Regions from separate parts of the Muntiacus reevesi genome. Here region 1 is linked to region 2. Evidence: chromatin contacts called from public Hi-C data. All regions are on one chromosome and are shown on one strand. The core of a region is the stretch at or near the end of the contact, and the rest is flanking DNA. Distances in the headings are between cores, read along the strand shown.

Region 1 (2,833 bases), core at 253-2,752, 200 kb before region 2:
GCAGTTATTGGTTAAGCCACATCTGTCATTTTCTCCCAGTTTCTTTCTCAGGAGGTGCTTCTTGCCAGGGCAAGACTTAAGAGTCTCCAATCCTTTGACTGGCCAGGCTATGGCTATGGCCTGGGGGCTCAGCACCAGGGCCGGCTCCACCAGGTCCTCCCTGGCCCCCTTTCTCACCTACCCCAGGAAGTGTGTTGCTCTGCTATGACTCCCTCAGGAGTAACTCATTATCTGGTAATGAGAGTATGAAAGAGTAAAGTAGTCAAACAACCACAGTTCATCACTGCAACTGTCCCACGCTACTGAATTTGGAACATCCCCCAAAGGGTGAAACCACCCCTTTACCATTGCCGTGCCTCAACCTTACTAGACATTCATACAAGACAGGAAGAGACAATGGCCTATGAAAGGTTTCTAAGAGCTTTCTCCAATACCAATACTCTGACTGTTCCTCTGAAGATTGTTTATCCCGGGTGATGCATCCTGGAAGATTTGGGATGAATAAGAGGTATTTCTTTTGAAAAGTTTGGAAATAGTGACTATAAAAGAGAATTTGGGAAAGGGAAAAGGAGAAACAGCATTTAGATAAATTCTCTAATTGCTGAATATATTATTCTCTGAGGCTATATTATTCTCTGATTTGAGCCAACATCGATATAATTACTTCCATTATTCAAATCTTCTGTATCTTTTCTAATATTTTATCTGCTTAACCTATCATCAATTTTGTGATACATGTTGAAATATTCCATTGTGATTGTAGACTTATCAGTTTCTCCCTATAGTTCTATCCACTTTTGCTTTGTAAATATTGAGTATATTTTATAGGCATATACAAGTTTAATGTTACTGTTATATATTTCTAGTCAGTTGGATCTTTTTCCAGCCTTTACCGTATTATATTGTAATTACTAGTTTATTTGTATGTTTTCCACTAGAGCATTGACCTATGAGAAAGGTCAATGTTTGACTCATGAGTAAATACCTGCTACCACGATTATAGCTCAGGCTCTCATTACCTTTTTCCTGACTATTAATATAGCATCCTAACCAGACCAGTACTACACTGCCAATTTCAGGCCCTTGACATTTCTATCAGATTAATCTTCTTTGAGAACAGTTTTGATCTTAACAGTCCTTTTTTAAAACTGCGGGTTCCTGCTGCTCACACAATACAGTACAAACTTCATAACTCATCACTCAAATTTCTCAATGACCTGAAATTCACTCATTTTCTCCTCACATACTATGAAACCAATCAGAATTTGACTATATTCTGAAATCCTCATTAGCCCTACATAGATCCTACATCCCTTCTGCTTTCCACATATACTATTCAGATCATGGTATAATTTTCCTCTCCACTCTGCAAGTCCATATCCTTTTAAAACCAACCTTAAAAGCCTCTTCTGAAAGTTTTTGGTACACTCACCCCAATAAAAATATTTTCTCCTCCTTTTTAATTGGATGTTGGCGTTCTCCCAAAAGTTCATACATTGAAGGCTGAACACCCAGTGTGAATGTATCTAGAGACAGACTCTGTGAGGAGTGATAAAGGTTAAATGAGGTCATAAGGGTAGCTCTAATCTGATAGGGCTGCTGCTCTTATAAGAGGAGGGAGGGACCCCAGAGCCCTCTGCCTCCACCATGTGATGACACAGTAAGAAGATAGCTGTCTGCAAACAAAGGAAAGAGCCCTCACCAGGAATAAAATCAATCCGGACCTTGATCTTAGACTTCCCGGCCTCCAGAACTGTGAGAAATACATTTCTATTGTGTAAGCCACTCAGTCTGTAGTAATTTGTTACGACAGCCTGAGCTAATACAAATGACAATATACTACTTTAAGAATATCCCTTCTTAAGTTTAGATTTGTTTGCATTGAATTATTGCATGAAGCACAGGTATTTTTCAACTATTAATATCCAATAATTCATAATGAGTCAAAGAATCCAGCAAGCTTCAAACCAAAGAAATAATCTCATATGCATGCTTGACAGCCATGTTTGCTTGTCAGATTTATATTTATTTGGTACCTTGCCATCAAAAACTTGAGTCCTTAACAGGTTGTTTACAAGATATGTGTGATATTTTAAAACCTAAAATGATTCTTTGTTGTGTAATCCTTAAGCTCCGAAACTAAAATGTTTATTTTCATGGCTTGTTATGAAAAATTAAGTCTACTTCTTATGTATTTAATACAGAAATTTGAATTTGACTATATTCTTCACTTATGAAATATTTGAGTAATATTTTAACTGAAAGTCTCTGACTTCACTGATTCTGTTATAATGAACTCAGTCAGCATAAAAATATTATTTTAATTCTTTTAGAATTAAAATAAATTACCTATTTCCCTTCTTGCATAGGTTGTACAAATAGAAACAGTGAATGACTATTTAAATAATCTAATAGTAGAATCATTTTTAAAAACACAGTGCAGACTCTCTACTTTTTCACTTATACAAATGTGCTTTACATGTATATAGCATTTCTTTTTTCCAAACACTTTTATTTATACATGACTCTGACAGTTACTGCATGCCTGCAATGTCTCATGAACTGTGCTGACACTGAGGAAAACATCATGAGCAAAATGTAGCAGAGAGAGATGAAAACTAAATTCCAAAAATTATAGGTGATAGTGCTTACTATGCTCCAAGCCATGTTCTAAGCATTATATATACAGTGAATCATTTAAGGCTCACAACAACTCTTAAAATAGGTTGTATTACTATTCCCATGTTAAGGAAATTGAGGCACCAAGAATTTAAGACCCAAGATTCCAAGCCAGGCAGTCTTGGCTTGAAAACCCTTGCTTTTATTTATTTCT
Region 2 (3,087 bases), core at 421-2,920:
AATGAGTCGGTTCTTCGAATCAGGTGGCTAAGGTATTGCAGCTGCACCTGCAGCTGCAGCATCAGTCCTTCTAATGGATATTTAGGGCTGATTTCCTTTAGGACTGACTAGCAGGGGCTACTTTCAGCCACAGCCTTGATCAGGACTGGAGGACCGACTCCAAGATGACTCGCTCACATATCTGTTGATAGGCAGCCTCAGTTCCTGGACACCAGGATGTCCCTACAGGCTGCTTAAGTGTCCTCATGACATGGCAGCTGGATTCCACTAAACTTGGGTTCCGAGTGAATGAAAAAGAGAGGGCTAGCAGGAAGATGCAGAGCCTTTTATGACCTAAGTCATTACTTTGCCGACAAAGGTCCGTCTAGTCAAAGCTATGGTTTTTCCAGCAATCATGTATGGATGTGAGAATAGGACCATAAAGTTGAGCACAGAATTGATGCTTTTGAAACTCTGGTGTTGGAAAAGACTCTTGAGATTCCCTTGGACTGCAGGGAGATCAAGCCAGTCAATGGTAAAAGAAACTTCTACGCATACCTCCTTACATATACGTACATGTTAGTTCCTAACTATTTAAAAGTAGGTAGCATGTATCACCGGGCTTCCCAGGTGGCACTAGTGGTAAAGAACCCGCCTGCCAGTGCAGAGACTTAAGAGACCCAGGATCGATTAATGGATCCGGAAGATTCCCTGGAGGCATGACAGCCCACCTCAGTATCCTTGCCTGGAGAATCCCAAGGACAGAGGAGCCTGGGGGACTACAGTCCATTGGGTCTCAAAGAGCCAGCGACTAAGCACGCACACACGCGGCATAGCATGCATCACATTCCTTCACTCCTTAAGACTTCAGTGTATATTTCTTAAGGAAAAGGATATTCTTTTATATTACACAGTACAGTCAATACAATCAAATTTAACATCGTGATACTTTAATCTGAAGTCCATAGTCCACTTGTGACAGCTGTCCTTTTTCGCAATTTCCCCATTAAATTATTTTTTAAACAACCAGGTAAAACAAGTAGTGGGCTACAAAGGGTGTCCTCAGTTCAGTTCAGTGGCTCAGTCGTGTCCGACTCTTTGTGATCCCATGGACTGCAGCAAGCCAGGCTTCCCTGTCCATCACCAACTCCCGGAGTTTATCCAAACTCATGTCCATTGAGTCGGTGATGCCATCCAACCATCTCAACCTCTGTCGTCCCCTTCTCCTCCCTAGGTTCTATCCGTTTTTACTGGCAGGGAATAAAGAAAAGGTCCCATCTGGGGCCAGGGTGCTGCTGGAAAAAGACTTGCTTCAACGTCTCCTTCGGTTCCAGTGTTGGTCAGAACACAGCCGGAGCAGCCCTAATAGCTGAGGACGCCTGGCTGAAATTCCAGTATAACTGTGTATCAGCTGTATTTCCTCGAGCATGTAACATTCAGAAACTTACAATTCTTCCTCGGTTAGGGGCTCTATCACGGCCCCCAGCGCCCAGGGCTGCGGTGAGGACTGAACGAGTGACGGGCATAGGGCTCCCTTCGCAGGCAGCCCGCCCGCAGGTGGCCCTGCCGCGCGCCGCCCGCTTCCCTCGCGGCTTCCCTCCCAGCGCCGACCGCCGGGCGGCCGAGCGGGCGGGGCGCGTCACGTGGGCGGGGCGGGGCGCACTCGTCGGCCGATCGCACGATGTGACGCGCCGCCGGAGGCAGGCCGGGCCCTCAAGATGGCGGCGGGTGCCCCGAGCGGCTCGGCCCGGCAGTAGTAGCGGGACGGCACTCGCCGCTGGGGCCGGCCGCCCCGGGAGTGGCTGCAGCAGCGCCAGGAATCGAGGATGGTAAAATGACCCAGGGGAAGAAGAAGAAAAGGGCCGCGAACCGCAGTATCATGCTGGCCAAAAAGATCATCATTAAGGACGGAGGCACGGTGAGCTGGGGTACCGAGCCGGGGAGTGTCGGGCCGGATCTCTTTCTGCTCCCGACGCGGCCGCCTGCAGTCGCCCCTGACTGCCCCCACCGCTCCCGCGGGGCCGGTGTCTCGGGCTCCCGGCTCTTTCCTCTCTGGCCCCGGCCTGCGGCCTCCGGGGCACATCCTCCCGGATGGCGAAGGCTCCCGCCTCTCCGGCACCTGCCGCACTGCCCTCCGGCCGTCGCTGGAGGCCCTGCGGCCTCGAGCCCACGCGCGCCGCCGTCGCGGGCAGGAATCGACGCCGGGCTCCGCCGCCCCCCTCGCCTCCGCAGCCTCGTCGGCGCCGTCCAGGCCCCGCGAGGCGGTGGCCGCGCTCTGGAAGCGGCCGGCAGCGACCCCTGCCTTCCCGTATGCTGCTCCCGGGGTGGCATCTGGCGCGGCGACCCCGCTGGGGCCCCGTGGGGCGCTCGCCCCCTTTCTCCACGCCGTTCGGGGTCAGTGCCCCTGCTCTCGGCCGCGTCCGGTGCGCTCAACGCTGTCCGAAGGTGGGCCCTGCTCCTCGCCGCCCGCCGTCGGGACTGTGACGGAGGACACCGGGGCCTAGACTTCAGTCTAGTTTTCAAAGAGTCACCACCCTCTTGTTTTAAAATCACCTGGTGTATTTTAAAACAGGAATACTCGATAGAGTTGGTCATGGCCTGAGGGTTAGAAGACCTTAGAAAGGAAGACAGATTGAGGACGAGAAAAATTTTTTTGCTGTTTAGAAATACTGTCATCAAAATCAACTTTAGGCATTGTGCTGTTGTTAACCGGCAGGGGAGGTAGGCCTTTTAATTGAAAATAACTCACCTCTTTTTTTCTTTTTTTTTTTTTAATGCTGAAAATTCTTCGTTGCTCCTCTCTGGTCTTTCCTGCATTCTTTGATATCAAGTTCTGAAGTAGTATAGAAAAGTGAAAGTCATTTCACTTTTTCGAGAAATGTGCAGGAATGGTTTCTTTTATTCCGTGTTTGTTTGGAGCCCTCCATTGCTAGCACAGTACTCAATGTGTAATTAGGCCACCATTAAGGATTTGCTAAATTAATTTGAAATCAGTTACAACTTGATTTGGACATTTCCGAATATGGCCCAGTCAGTATGCTAAAATTTAGAAAGCTTGGGACGTATGTAGCAATTTCGTTATATACCTTTGAAAGTGAAAGTGAAGTT

Evidence for each region. A called contact is a pair of places that touch in the nucleus more often than the background predicts.
Region 1: a contact with region 2 is called in a Hi-C map of muscle, with 8 times the contacts expected there. The contact joins the promoter of FRRS1 here to the promoter of MFSD14A in region 2. A contact is called at or near these places in 2 of 3 Hi-C or Micro-C datasets (blood and muscle).

What each region holds. Positions count from the first base shown.
Region 1 is chr1:104,799,178-104,802,010 of mMunRee1.1, reverse strand. It overlaps FRRS1 (ferric chelate reductase 1), which reads right to left and starts at 1,502. Exons shown (of 17, transcript XM_065908176.1): 1 at 1,433-1,502. It overlaps AGL (amylo-alpha-1, 6-glucosidase, 4-alpha-glucanotransferase), which reads left to right and starts at 1,662. Exons shown (of 34, transcript XM_065908166.1): 1 at 1,662-1,755.
Region 2 is chr1:104,600,370-104,603,456 of mMunRee1.1, reverse strand. MFSD14A (major facilitator superfamily domain containing 14A) reads left to right here and starts at 1,670. Exons shown (of 12, transcript XM_065908052.1): 1 at 1,670-1,897. The coding sequence starts at 1,814.